2 separate regions of the Mus musculus genome follow, and region 2 is linked to region 1. The links are chromatin contacts, called in public HiChIP or PLAC-seq maps. All regions are on one chromosome and are shown on one strand. The core of a region is the stretch at or near the end of the contact, and the rest is flanking DNA. Distances in the headings are between cores, read along the strand shown. Region 1 holds the start of Tex48 (testis expressed 48). Region 2 has its middle 27 kb from the start of Gm42294.

The links. HiChIP or PLAC-seq counts read pairs in DNA pulled down with a chosen protein or histone mark.
Region 2: a contact with region 1 is called in a BATF HiChIP or PLAC-seq map of CD8 T cells, with 18 read pairs. The contact joins the enhancer-like site here to the promoter of Tex48 in region 1. A contact is called at or near these places in 4 of 39 promoter capture datasets (3T3-L1-derived adipocytes, embryonic stem cells, macrophages and 1 more), 1 of 15 datasets of contacts at CTCF or cohesin (CD8 T cells), 11 of 484 Hi-C or Micro-C datasets (the C2C12 cell line, ECoMG-derived neutrophils, LSK cells and 7 more), 2 of 115 datasets of contacts at active chromatin or transcription factors (CD8 T cells and effector CD8 T cells) and 3 of 9 other capture datasets (adipose tissue, liver and pancreatic islet).

The regions. Positions count from the first base shown.
Region 1 is chr4:63,617,647-63,625,243 of GRCm38.p6, forward strand. It overlaps Tex48 (testis expressed 48), which reads right to left and starts at 4,787. Exons shown (of 5, transcript NM_029324.3): 1 at 4,760-4,787.
Region 2 is chr4:63,665,482-63,673,078 of GRCm38.p6, forward strand. No RefSeq gene overlaps it. Among named protein-coding and RNA genes, the nearest start is that of Gm42294, 27 kb to the right of the region's middle. Within about 2 kb of position 3,005, at least 93 of the 459 cell types and tissues checked have an H3K27ac peak or open chromatin away from gene starts, as enhancers often do. A contact at or near this core is called in CD8 T cells, Th1 cells, effector CD8 T cells and 1 more, where this site is marked.

The sequences.
Region 1 (7,597 bases), core at 3,537-6,036:
TACTCTGCTTTGTTAAATCACGAACCAAAGTCACTTCATTTAGCCTGTGCCCTGGAGTGACTTCTGAGTCACAGATTACTTAGTCTCTTCCAGACACTATTTGATTAGGTTAAGACACTGCACTGATGCATTATTCTCTAAAATTGATTATAGTATAATCGTTCCCATTTGTCACAGTCCCCATATATTACTTGTCACGTCTTCCTGAAAACACTGCTCCTCTCTGCCACTCATATTCTCGTCTACTTAATGTCAACAACTTCACCAAATGATGTGGACTTACCAAGGCTATTATGATGAATTTGGATTTTTGTTTGTTCTTTTTTTGAGACAGGATCTCACTATGTAGTCCTGACTGGCTTGCACTTGCTATGTAGATCAGACTTGACCTTGAACTCATAGAGATCCTCCTCCCTTAGCCTCCCAAGTGCGGGGACTAAAGCCATATGCCAATACTCCTGGCCTATTATGAACTTTGGATTTTAAGAACAAGGGATTTCAAGTGGGACATTGAAAACAAGAGAAGATTGTATGAGCTAGTGAGGAAAACAAAGGAAGAAGAAATAACAAAAGAAAGCAAGAGATCCTGCTCCCACTCAAACCTTCTGAAACCCACTTTCTTTGCCTCTTTCCTTCCCCATCCAACTTTCCCCTCACACCCACACTAATAGCTCAACTTTAACACACAGAAACCCTGAAAACACCTATGTTAGATGCTGGATCCAGTGAGGGAGATTTAAGATAGAGCTGGCAGAGTACAAATATTCAGATTCCTCTCAAATTTCAGAGCAGCAGACAGTGACTGAATCTAACTCTGGCTTCTGTTAGCTACTCTCTGGCCCCGGTGTTTCATATCTGTGCTGAGATGTTTATTTTATACTTGACCATCGACAAAGGGGAAAAAGTATTTAATTACAAGGTGGAGAAGACCAGGATATCTAAATAATTATAATTTTCAATTTGTATAATTAAAAAGCAAAACAGACTTGAGAAGTCCCTTTGAAAGCCACTCTTGAGGACAAAGACTCAGAGTCACAAACAAAATGAAAAATGGGTCAATAGTTCAAGGACTTTTGAGGAATAATCTTGGGTAACTAAGAAGAACCAAGAAGTTTATTTTGTATAAAAGGCTCAGACCTAAAATAGGGTGTGATAGTTTGAATAGGAATGGCCTCATACTCAGAGTCATCTATTGGATGAAACACATGGCCCACAATGGAGGAGCTAGAGAAAATACCTAAGGAGCTGAAGAGGTCTGGAACCCTATAGGTGGCACAACAATATGAACTAACCAGTACCCCCTGAGCTCGTGTCTCTAGCTGCATATGTAGCAGAAGATGGCCTAGTAGGCCATCACTGGGAAGAGAGGCCCCTTGGTCTTGCAAACTTTATATGCCCCAGTACAGGGGAATGCCAAGGCCAAGAAGTCGGAGTGGGTGGGTAGGGAAGCAGGGCAGGGGGAGGGTATGGGGGACATTTGGGATGGCATTTGAAATGTAAATGAAGAAAATATCTAATAAAAAATTAAAAAAAATTGGATCTAGTTGTCCATGTAACATAGTGTGTAAAAGCTGAAAAAAAAAAAAAGGAATAGCCTCATAGGCTCATAGATTTGAATGCTTGGTCATTGGGGAGTGGCACTAGTAGGAGGTGTGGTCTTGTGAAAGTAGGTGTGGCCTTGTTCTAGGAAGTGTGTCACTAGGGGTGGGCTTTGAGACTTCAAATGCTCAAGTCAGGCCCAGTGTCTTTCTCTTCTTGCTGTCTGAGGATCCCGATGTAGACCTTTCAGCTACCTCTCCAGCACTTTATCTGCCTGTGTTCCCTTGTCTGCCTGAGTGCTGCCATTCCATGCTTTCCACCAAGAAAATAATGGACTAAACTTCTGAAGCATAAGACAGCCCCAATTAAATGCTTTTCTTTATGCAAATTTCTGAGGTCATGGTGTCTTTTCACAGCAATAGAACACTGACTAAGACATAGAAGTTGCAGGAAAAAATAAATCTTGCACCATTGTCAAAACTCAGACTGTCTGGGGTTCATTCCTAGGTAAGTCAGAATCCTAGGGATTCTAGAGACTAGGCATTTGTATGGCACCATTGTGCTTTCCTACTCTTCTGGAAACTAATAGCCTGTGTCTGTCTGTCATATGGGGGTAGTAGAAATGATTACTTAAGGAGGCTTGCTGTTAGGTTGGGCACCAGTCTTCCCAGTGCCGTCAGGGGTTTATCGTTCTGTGCAACAAATACTTAGGTGATTTTAAGTGGTTGACTCCCTGGTACCTATGGTAGGCTGTGTCCTCTTCCACAGTTTGAAGGACTAGAGACCTTGACCATCTAGATCATTTTCTTTCACTGTAACTGACACAATCACACAGCCCACACCCCGATGTATAACTGAGTAAGCTTGGCAGTTATGGGTTGTATTATAGAATGTGTTTGTATGTTTCGGCTAACTAGGGTGCCTATTACCAATACTTCACATTGTATCCTTACAGGTGAAGTCAACCTAGATCTCAGCTAAAGGAGTAGGTAGCCTCCTCCTCCTCCTCGTCCTCCTCCTCCTCCTCTTCATCCTCCTCCTTTTTCTTCAAGTCTTCTTATATAGCCTAGGCTGACCTGGATTATTTCTGCTTCTTCCTTCCTTCCTTCCTTCCTTCCTTCCTTCCTTCCTTCCTTCCTTCCTTCCTTCCTTTCTTTCTTTCTTTCTTTCTTTCTTTCTTTCTTTCTTTCTTTCTTTCTCTCTTTCTTTTCTCTCTCTCTCTTCCTTCTTCCTTCTTTTTCCTCCTCCTCCTCCTTCTCTTCCTCCTCCATCTCTGAGTTTTTTGTTTCCTTTTTTTAAAATTATTTTTTATTTTTGAGATAGGGTTTCTGTCCTGGAAATCTCTGTAGACCAGGCTGGCCTCCAACCCAGAAATTTGCCTGCCTCTGCCTTTGAGTACTGGGATTAAAGGAAGGTGTACACCATTATCACATTACCACCCGGCTTGCCTCAGCTTCTTGATTGCTGTGTTTGCAGGTTTTCCAGTTCTTAAGATATTGAAGCCATGGTTTGTTCCCTGTCATTCACTCAGCATATGCTTGTTTAGAGTCAAGTGCTTTTTAGGCACCTCCGGTCCAACACATGGCACAGCAAGAGACTGAAAATCAAAGCTGAGAAGAAACAGTGCTGCAGCCAGAAACCTCATTTTTGTGAGTGGAAAGATTCAAGGATAGCTGGTGTCAGTGGTAAAGATTTGGACAAGCTTAGAGGGTCTTCCTACAACTAGGATTGAGGGAGCAGGGGGAGGTAACACAGAGAGGGGAAAAGGGTATCCACAAATCCTAGGCACAGACCTACTTCCCTGGGAAGATGCTAACAGATTATCACAAGTCATCTATTAATGAAAGTGCTACTGGCCAATATGATGGAAGAGTTGCACACTGTTGTCATCTCATACTAGAAGGTCCTAGATGCCCAAGTGCCTCTTGTCTCTGGAATCCTAGCAGTTGGTAGGTAGCCTTAGTGCCTCCCCAGACCCTTATGCACTGGCTATAAAGCTCTCTTCTATCTGTGGTGAAAACACAGCTCTCCATTTAACTGGAAACAAACTCCATTTCTGTGCCACATGTCAAACAGGAACCTTTCCTCCAAATAGCTTATGCACATACAAGAAAACACAAGTACTCAAACTCCCTCTCCCTTAAACGTACACTGCATTGTGCCCTTGTCCCTTTTAGCTATAGGCCTTGGAGATCACAGCCACTGGCTGTGCTTCAGGAACTTGGAATGGGGTTCTATGAAGGCTGCTGTGCTCTTCATATCTTTACCTGGAAATCCTGATGATAGGCAGTTGTAAATTGCCTACTCTCCAGAATTGGGAAATCTTTTAGGGAAACCGGCAACTCACAAGAGCATTATCTGGAAAGTAAATATTTTTCTGAGGCAGGGTCTTATGTAGCTCAGGCTGGCCTTGGACTCCATATTGCAAGAATGACCCCAAATTTCTGAACCTCCTACTTCTACCACCCAAGTGCTTGCATTAAAGGTGGAGGCCACCATCCCTAGTTTATGTGGTACTGGGGATGGAGCCTGGGTCTTCATACAGGCCAAGCAAGCCTTCTACCAACAGAGCTACATCCCTAATCCCTTGGGGTATAACTCTTTATGATTATTTCATAGAAAAATAATATATAGCGTCTTAAAACCTCAGCTCTTTGATCTGTAACCTGGAAATCCCAAAGCAAAGCAAAGCAAAGCAAAGCAAAGCAAAGCAAAGCAAAGCAAAGCAAAGCAAAGCAAAGCAAAGTGGCATGTGAAGACTCAGAGCAATGGAAAGTGGCCTGCACAGCTTTCTGGCATGCTGTGAAGCCTCAGAATGTAAGAGATGCTGGTGTTGAAGTGGAGGAGGGCGGAGACTTTCATGCAGTACTATGACCCATCTCTAGATGGGGACAAGAGTCAAAGAAGAGGCTCTTGGTTTGTCCTGTCCTATTTAAGTTTCAGGTCTCCGGAGACTTCAGAACATGCTGACCAGGTGAAGCAAGGTCACTAAGGTGAAGCAGGCAGGATTCTAGAGCTGGAGGAGTCACTTAGGGTCATTCATCACTGTTGTGGGGATGTGGTAGGCAGAGAGAAACTGAGGGTAGAGGCCAAGGAAGGATTGTGTCTGATGCTGGTAGCAAATGAATAGGTCTCCACCAGTGTGGGGACACTGCCATCCCTTTGGTGCAGGGAATGTCACCCCTCCCACCCTTAGGCCTTACCTTTGAGCCCCACTTACTTGTTGCTGGCAGAGAGGAAAGGAGGCTGTGATGTCACAGAGAACGTTAGTGACCCGGCTTTTGGACTAGACCATAAGGCGGGGAGGAAAGAGGCTATTGTGACCTGCTGACCCTTCCTATCATGATCCATCTTTCTGTGTGTGATGCCAAGCTGTCCACCATTGCTGTCCCTCAGAGCAACAGAAATCCAAGTTCTTCTGTCTGTGTGGAATACTTTGAGGGTGTCAGGCCAGAAGGGGGCGCTACAGCACTACACGAGAAAGCATGGGGCAGGGTCTGTCTCCTAATGTATCTGGCTATTAACCTCAGGGAGATGGACTTTATGCCTCAGCTGTCCTTCTGTAAAATAGGAATAATAGTTATGTGTCCTCCATGTATTTCCAGGATGAAATGACATCAGAGTTGTAAGCACTGGGCAGGTGCCTGGATGCTGTAGTAACAACTCCACAGAAGGGGAGTGGTGGCAATGTGTAAAAACAAGTGACATTTCTTCCCAACCCATCTTCCAGAAAAAGAGGAATTGATTCCTGATGGATTCCTAGAAATTTCCTCACCCTATGGGGTGGGCTTTCAGTTCCCCACTTGGAACATCTTGGTGCTATTTGGGGGAGTCACGTTAGGTGAAACCCCTCTATCAGCATTGTCTTTGGATGCATGTAGAGGTCATGGTATAACAGAAGATGGAAACAAATGGAAGTCAGTGCTGGACTTATGTGCTGGTGGGTGATGGGGGTTAAGCAACTTTAAAAGTACCAGTGGCAAGTAGCACTCACTGCTTCTTCATAGGAGCACTGAAGAGTCTCGGGTCTGGCTGCCAATCATCTTCCCTTGTACTGTTGTTGAAACTTGGACTGTCTGGGGTCCATTCCTAAACAAGTCAGAATCTCAGGGACTCTAGACACTGGGTACCAGTATGGTTTCAAAGCTTTCCTGGTGATTTCTTTGTGTAATCAGGATGTATTAAGTTGGGGCTGGTAAGATGGCTCAGTTGATAAAATGCCTGCTGTGCATGCATGAGGATCTGGGTTCAATTCCTAGGACTTATGCAATATGTTGCTATATGTGTAGGCATGCACAAATATATACATACTATATGCTGAGTCTATTCTTTTTTTGCTGTTTGTGTACATATGGTTTTAGGGCTGACCATCTTGCGTTGGATAAACAGTTAAGGGCTCTTCTCTAGGGGAGGCTAATTCTCCCTCAACAGTCATTTGTTGCCTAGAAAAAAACCCTTAGTATTGGAACTTTTTAACCCAAAGTAAGTCGATTTACTTTGAAAAGAATTCTGGGTGTGGTTGTGCATTTTTTAATCCCAGTACTGGAAGTGAAGAAAGAGCTTGCTGGCTGATTAGTCTAGCCTAATTGGTGTGCTCCAGGCCAGTAGAGACCTTGTCTCAAATGTAATGATAAACTGAATATAATGGCACATGCCTTTAACCCTAGGACTCTGAGAGGCAGGGGAATCTTTGTGTTCAAGGCCAGCCTGGTCTACCTAGTGAGACCCTGACTCAAAAGAGGTAATCAAATGAAAACAAACAGCAACGATAATGATAATGAAAGCTAGGTAGATGCTGTTCCTGAAGATGACGCTGAGGATGCCTGGTGTCCGCTGGACTCTACATGCAAACACTTATACACTAAAAAAGGTGCTGAATTACAATGTGGGAATCACATGATGTACCCACATGATGGCTCTCAACTCTAGGCTGCTTCTGAAATGCTCAAAGAAGCTTTAGAAAATGCCAGTTCTAGCTCCCAGCTCAGAAGATCTCTCTCTCTCTCTCTCTCTCTCTCTCTCTCTCTCTCTCTGTGTGTGTGTGTGTGTGTTGGGAAGGTAGAATCCAGGCACTAGTAGGTTTGAAAAATTTTCAGACAGTATTGAAACCCATTGGCTTACAGAATAGTTTTATATTTTTATTTTATTCTTGTTATTTGATAATGCACATAATGGATTCTTGATCACATCTACCCCTCATTATCATCCTACTCATAAGGACCCCCTTCCCTCTCAGAGTCCCCATCCTGCTTTCATGGCTTTCCCTTCACCTCTTTCTTTTTCGTTTTTGTGACTTACTGAGTTTGATTAAGGCTGTTTCTATGAGCATGGATTGGGGGTTATTTATTAACAAGTGGCTATTGCATTGAAGAAAATGGCTCCTCCATCCTTGGTAGCCGTTCACTGCCAATGGCTGCTCAGGGAGTGCCTCTGGAGCCTCTTCCTCATCCGTGACAGAATGTCAAGGGCCTTGTACAGATAACCACAGTTCCCGTGAGTTTATGAGTGAATGAATGTATCCTGTCCAGCAGACAACATTTTATAGTGCTATATCCACTATCTGAAACTTAACCTTTCCTCCTCTTCCCATGATGTTCCTTCCCCTAGCCTTGGGATGGGTGATACAGATGTCTTATACAGGGTTCAGAACTCAGTCTTCCTGTATTCTGAGCATTTTGATGTAATATGAGCCTCTGCATTAATTATTACACAACAAGAAGTTTCCCTGGCTAAGGTTCAGAGCAACAATAGTCAGTAGGCATCAATATAAATATTCAGAAGGCAGTTTGACAGCACATCTGCTGAGTAAATCAACGGCACTAGGGTCTTCCCTAAGCCTTGTCACTTCCCCAGGCATGGACTTCTGGTTATGTTTAGAGTACTGGGTATGAATTTTCTCAAATCCAGTCACAAAGAAGTTGGTTCTCAAAGTGGACCCATGTTTTCTTCCCAAGTTTCTGCTATCCACTCTCCCAACACCCTCTCCCCTTCTCCACACCTCTTTGCCCTCATTATTGCTTAACCCTCTCCAACCCCTGTATCGCCTCTTGCTACCTTG
Region 2 (7,597 bases), core at 1,755-4,254, 46 kb after region 1:
AACTCCATTCCTGTTTTAACTAATGCGGAGGCTGATTTAATGTGAAGCAATAAAGACAACAGAAGACAACACAGACACACAGTCACATAATTTACAGTCTAGGAGTGTGGATGACCCTTAGGAAAACCTTTCAAATCTAAGGCCTATAAGGGAAAGAGATGGATTTTATTGTAAAGGATACATTTCTAACCATGGATTTAGAGACCAATAAGTCAGGACCTCCCTTGATAATCCCTAGACCAATAATTATCAGCTGAAGAATGTGTTCCTTTTCTCCTGGGACATCTGCCAATTTCTGAAGACACTTTGGGGTGTCACACGGAGCTGTGTGAACATCCCTAATGTGAGAGGGACAACGCCGTAGCAAAGGACCATCTGGCAAAATATCAATCATGCTGAGACTAGGAGACCCTGATGCCACAGGCTGTCACACATGATGCCACATTTCAAATTAACACGCCACTGAGAGGCTTTATGAATTGACAAGAAAGACAAGGGGTCCTGGCAAGTATCAGACAAATAGACATCTTACTAATTGGCTCCTCAGTATATGAACAGAGGCTTAACCTTCGAAGAGATGAGCGTGAACACAGTGGTGAGTTGTTACCCTTTGAGACTGACCTGACCCGGTGAAAAAGTTAGATGATGACTGGGTGAGTTGGTGAAAATTCATTGCACAGTTAGAATTTATATATTCTCTGTATGTCTGTCACCCCCCTCCGCAGAAGCCTTCAAAGCAGCTGGATTTTAGCTTCTCCTTTTGGATAAAATGACCCTTTCCTTCCTCTCCTTTCCCCTCCCCTCCCTTCCCTTCCCCTCTCCTGTGTGTGAGGCAAATAGTTCACCGAATGAGCCATTTCTAAGCCATCTCCTATTTGTTTGTTTGTTTTTTTAATCCCACATTCTCCTAGCTTGCTCAAGCTCCCACAACAAAATTCTGAAGACTGAAAGGCTCAAATGGCAGAACTTTATTTTCTCATTTCTTTGGAGACTGCGAGTCTGAGGTCCAGGAGTTGCAAGGATGGTTTATCCTGAAGCCCGTATGATGGGTTCAGAGATGGTCGGTGGTCTTTTGATGTCTCTACAGATGTTGCCTCTGTCTCATAAAACACCAGTCCTAATGAATTAGGACCCAGATCTACAACTTTATTTCAACATAATTACCTCTTTAAAGATTGTATCCTCAAATATAGTCTCGTTTATAGATACTAGGAGTTCTGGCTTCAATATTTGAATTTTGGCTGACCTAGTTTGTTAGGACAGGTGCGTGCCATTAAGGGATTATCCAAAAGAAATCTTGAGAGACTCCTTGATCCTCAGATATTTTCTACATTGCTGCATTCAAATTGCCAGCATTTTAGTTAATTTTTTAAAAACCCTGTGTCCACTTTTAGCTTTGTTTGCTGTTTTATTTCATGCTGCCTTCTCTATCATGGTTAAGTATCATGGTTATAATAGGTTCCTAGAATGAGATAATTTTTGTTCCTTGTTTGATTCTGCAAAACTGTGGTTGCCACCTAATTTTATGTGTGCCTTGGGGGCTTGGTGGAACTGAGCACTAACTAGTACCTCAAACAAAAGTACATTTAAGATGAGAGATGGAGCAGGAAGAGCTCATAAAGGCAGTTGATGAGCAAGACCGTGGTCTATCTTTTATTCCTGGGGTCCAGTTTCCAGCCCCTCAAAACACAAAGGAGCAAACAGAGCAAGCTGGACCAAGTTTGTGCACTGTTCAAAGAGAGTCTTCAGTAGCTTCTTACTACCTTCCAGAAATAGCCCACCCTTTACCACAGAGTTCCGGTTCTGATAACCATCAGTTTTCCATGTTTTTCTCCCCAACCCTGAAACAGTTCAAGTGTATTAGCATTTATCTCTCCTCTAGGATTTTGCTAGAAATGCTGCTCCACTTGTTCCTTGGCCAAGTCCTCCACCACCCCTAGTTCAGCCAGGCAGAAATTTCTCTTAACGCTTCTCAGAGCCTCCCTCTTCCTTTAGATTCAATGAAGCCACCTTCTCTTGGCATCTCCTGCCCTTCCACCCTAGGTCTCTTGATGGTAGGTGCTCTTCTGTGGCTGTGGTGTGGTTGAGTTGTGGGTGAGCTTCAGTGGGCCACACTGTGGAAACAGCCTACTTTTGATCAAACATACAAAGAAACGAGCCAGCCTCAGGATTGTGTCTCTAGCTCAACACTTCCCAAGTTCTTGTTTGGGAATGAAGTAGAGACAAATGGACATGATGTTCCTGATGTCTACAGGAGATGTCTTCCCTCACTCATGAGCTTGGTGAGTCACTAGGGTGTCCTTCAGAGAGGGGTTAAAGCCTCTATCACCACTGTTATTTGTCCTGCTTTCTTCTACCCATGAAGGTCTTTTGAAACATTCTTGTCTTGGTCTTGAGTTTCAGGGATATTGACCTCTTAGGGAGCCTGATATTATCCTATAGATCTTACAGACAGGGAGACTGAGACCTAGAGGGGCTAGATCTGTATCTACTTTCAGAGAAGGGGGAGGCAAGGAGAAAGCAGGAAAGCAGGAATCTTGCCTCCAGGTGGAGACTCCAGCTAGTCTTTTTTTTTTTTTTTTTTTTTTTTTTTGCAAGACTACATGCAACACCAGTTTTCATTTCTCCTATATTCTTTTCATCGTCTCTACTCCTCCATCCCACCCCTACCCTCTTTCTATGGACTGAATCTCTCCTCATTCTTGTATTGAAGCTCTAGCCTCCCAAATGTGGCTCTGATGGGAGACAAGGCCTTTAAAGAAGTAATCGGTAGCATGCTAGTGTTACAGGAAGACACACTTTTGAGTTGAGAGGCCAGTGGCAAGGTGGTCAGCGGCAATCCCCATCCCAGGATGCTGTATCAGGTATGGGAAAGTGCTTTTCAACAGCTGCACCATGCAGGTCAGTTGGTTCCCTCCCCTCAGGATGCACTGCTGAGCTATAGAGGTCTTGCTGAGTGTTCACACCCACACACCAGTTCCAAGAAAAGTAAAGCGATGGGGCTTTTGTGGTTTCGTGAGTCACACTGGCTACTCTTGCCAAGTATTCAAATCTTGTGGCTAGAGGAGCCGAGCCATGCTTTCTGACTATTCAACTGTTTGCTGACTGTGGCTTCAAGCTGTTACTTGCATGAAGTCTTCTCTGGTCCAGAAGAAAGGCAGGGGAGAGCTGAGAGGACCTGAAAAAGTGTTTCAAGATGATCCCAATACTGGGCAGTGGAGTGTCCAGGATGTGAATGGGGAAGTTGTGAGGAATAAGATATTCTAGTCTGGGAGAGAAGAAGACACCCGCTTCTGATTGGAGAAGATTAAGGAAGGGCTGGAGATGCCAGGTAGAGGTCAGGAGAAACTCAGTAAGCAGACGTGAGGTGAGAATTGTAAGGATTTAAGGATCAGGGGTGGGGGGCAGGAAAGAGAGGAGAAAGCAGAAAGAGAAAGAGAGGAGATACGAGACAAACCCTCAGAGGATGCCAGTGCTTGGGACTTCTGTGCTGCTTTGGGTTTTACTTCCAATGCCACTCAGGATGCCAGGGAGGAAGGAGGCAGAGGGTCTGAGAGAAGAGGCATTGTGATTAAGCAAAGAGCAAGTAGGAGAAGGTGATGTTCTTGCATGAGGGTTTAAACATTTACTGTCATTTATTTTTGACACATCCATGCTTGAAGGATAGATGTCCAAGACCCTGGCACCAGCATAGTCAAGAACTGGAAAGACCCAGAGTGATCTGCTCAGATGGCCAAATGGAGGCTCTGGTTTTATGACTTATACATCAAGTGTATGTGTGTGCATGCATACACTTCTGTGTGGGTGCCTGTTCATGAGTACCTGTGTGTGCAGAGGGCAAAGGACAATCTTGGGTTGCTTTTCTTCAATTAGAGTCCATTTTCTTCTTCTTCTTCTTCTTCTTCTTCTTCTTCTTCTTCTTCTTCTTCTTCTTCTTCTTCTTCTTCTTCTTCTTCTTCTTCTTCTTCTTCCTCTTCCTCTTCCTCTTCCTCTTCCTCTTCCTCTTCCTCTTCCTCTTCCTCTTCCTCTTCCTCTTCCTCTTCTTCTTCTTCTTCTTCTTCTTCTTCTTTGAGTTGTGATATTTTCACTGTCTTGGAATTTCTCAAATAGGCCAGTCTTGCAGGCTGGTGATTCCCTGGGATTCACATGTCTCTCCCTCTCCATTGTTGGGATTATGAACACACCCCAACACACCTGGCTTTTTCATATGGATTTTGGAAAATGAACTCAGGTCTTCACACTTGCAATCAAATTACTACTGAACAGTCTCCTGAGGCTTACTCCTGTTATAACATCACATGGTACTCACCTGTCACTACTGGGCCGCTTTTTCAAGCATATTATTCTCCAAGCAACGTTGATGCTCAAGTCAGCAGTATCTACTGCTGCACTGTGTGGCTCTCACTCTGAAGCCAACGGCTCCATATTATTATTATTATTATTATTATTATTATTATTATTGTTGTTGTTGTTGTTGTTTTTGTTGTTTTTTGGTCAGGGGGAGTTTATGGCTTTTGAACTCTGGATCTCCCTGTTTCAGAGGAACTGCTTGCTAGGCACTGATCTGGGGGCTTTGTCACCTGATGAAGGGTTTCCAACATGGGCAGCCATGATCTCCATCATCAGTGTTGCTTGGTACCACTTTCTGAGTGCCTGCTGTGTGTCAAGCATGGTGCCAGATATGTTCTGGAAGCTCTTGTCTGGAAGATGTCCTCCATCTCCAATCCATATGCTGGAGTTCTAACCTTGAAGATATCAGAGTATGACTGTTTGGATCCAAAATCTTTAAAGAGCTGATTAAGTGGAATGAAGTCTGAATCTAGCACAGGAGTGTTTTAGGGGGCTCTGCAGGCTAGTGGGATTTCTGCCTGGATTGTACTGACCTCTAGATCTTCAGTTAAAGAAAATAGGGTGTTGTAAGAGGTCACACGAGGAGGGCTTGTCTTCTGCTGTCATCTATGCTTCTTCCCTGGCTTAGGAAACCAGATCACGGGATCTTGCCAATGTGAAGCTAAGTGATAAAATCAGCCACTGCTAGTCTCTTATTCATGGACAAGGAAACTGGTAGCCAGAGAGACTGCATGTGGCAGTCCTGAGGCATGCAGGGAGAGATTTTGAGACCTGGATTCAGATCTCAGAAGTCCAGGAGAAGTGTCTTAGCTTCCTCTCCAAACCTATCACTTCACAAACAGGGCATGTGAGACCAGGAGTAGATGCTTTGTTTCCAGAAAGGAAGAAAGACAGATGCACCTCATTTCCTGTATTTCCTCTTACAGTGCCCTCTCCTGAGGATTCTTTGTCCTGTTCTTCCCAGACACACTACTCCCTGCCTTACAGGTTGACCCTTCCTGTCCAGCATCCTTCCCTAGGAAGTCAGTCTCAGAACCTCCAGGGATGTACAGCTCTAGCTGGGATGCTTTCCCTCTGCACACCCAGATGGCAGATCTGCTTGTCTGCCATCTCTGAGCTCATCAAAATTTGAGCTTCAAGAGGTAGTGGCCTTGCCACTGTATTTTCATGGACTCTACGTAGCTTTTAAGATAAGAATACATAGCTATCAAATGTGTGACTAGGTGACCCTCTGTGAGACTGTGAATATGATTCTATGTGAATGTTGATGTGTGTGAGATTATATGTAAGTTAATGTGTTACTATGAGTGTGCAAATGTGTGTTTGAGTGGGTATGTGAATGTGTATACTTGAGTATGTGTGTGACTGTGTGTGAATGAGTGTGTGTGACCATGTGAGAGTGAGTGTACATGTGAATTAGTGAATGTGTGTATGTTTGTGGTTACATGAATGTGTGAGAAACTATATGAGTGTGTGTGTGAGAATGAGTGTATCTGTGCATAGGTGTGAACCTATGAGACTGTTTGACTGCATCTGAGTGCAAACGTGTCTATTTTTTGAGTGTGTATTTGAGTGGTGCATATGAATGTGTTCTTGAGTGTATCAATGTGCATGTGTAAGCAATCATGATTGAAGTGTGCTTGAGTGTGCAGTTATGTAGGTGGGAGTTTTTGTGTTAGTAAGTGGTGAGTGTGCATGAGTACCAGGATTAGTGTGAATATGTGCAAGACTGTGAATGCATGTTAGCGTGTTACTGTATGTGTGAATTCATTTGTTAGCATGTGTATTGATGGGTCATGTATATGAATGTGTGAGTGTTTTAGCATGTGAGGAGTGTGACGGTGAAATGATAACTATGTGCTGGTGAGTATGAGTGGTGTGAATACGTGGACAAATATCAAAGCATCAGAGTGTGTGGATGTGAGTGAGTGTGTGTGTGTGTAGAACTGTGAGAGAAAATTTGTCGTTGATTATGAGTGTGTATATGTGCATGTGTGTGCTTATGAATGTGTGAATGAGCATGTGGGTGTAAGAGTAGAGAAGTATGTAGAAATAGATCAGCATGTGAGTAGGAAAGTGAGCGTGAGAATTTGTGTACAACCATGTGAGTGTATGTAGGGAAGTATGAGTTAATGAAGTGAGTAAATGAGGGTGAGCATGTGTGTGCAAGTGTGAGTGTGAGACTGACAGTGATTGTGACTATGTCTGAGTGGACAAGAGCATGTGAGTCCATAAGTCTTAGTGTGCGTATCTGTGAGTGGATGGGTGTGTGTTAGCATAGATGCAACGTGACCAGATCGTATAGCCTTCTGTGCTCTCTGCTTCTTGTCTGTGACAATGGTGACCAGCCACCTCAGATCTGCCACTCTTCCTTCCCACGGTGTCAGCCTACACCCCTACTTAACTGCTGAGCTAGATCTACCCGCCCTGCTCCCATTGCACTCGTCCCATCCATTGCCTTTTGTCTGAGTGTTTTGTCACAGCAGTGAGGAACTAACACAGTGCTACTAGTCACAGTACCAGAAAACCAGAAGCAGCGTAGCCATGTTCAGTTGCAGGCACTGGGTTCAGAATGGTGGTGTGCTCATGTGTAGTACTCTGAACTATTAAAATGACTGACCACAGATGAATACAAGATGGAGGCATCTGTAAAATTTCACGATGGATGGGTAAAATGGCACATGACATGAATAAAAAATAACCAGTCTTGCAAACAGTCTATACACTCCTCAAATTGCTAAACCCAGAGATACCACGTCAGATCATCTACCAATTCCACTCCTAAGTCCCTGTCCCAAAGAACTGGAAACATGCACCCACCAAAGGATTTCCTGTGGGTATTTCTAGCCAGGTTTTATAACATCTGGAAACAGAAACATCCTAAATGTCTATCAACAGATGAATATGTAAACAAAATATGGTATAGCTAGCAAATGGACTATTATTTGATGTAACAAATAATAAGGGTTTCTACATAGATGAACCTAGTAAATATTCTGCTGAGTGAACTAAGACAGACACAAAATGTCATATATTGGATGACTTGCTCATATGAAATATCCAGTAAAATCTAACCTATTGGGATAAAGGAGATTTGTGTGCCATAGACCGAGGAGTAGAAAGAATGGGGGGGTGTTGCTGCTTAAAGGGTATGAGGCTTCCTCGTGATGTGATGAAAACCCCTGGAACTAGGTGCTGGTGACAAGGGTCCACTATTGTGAACATGCTTAGTGCCTGCCACTGAGCT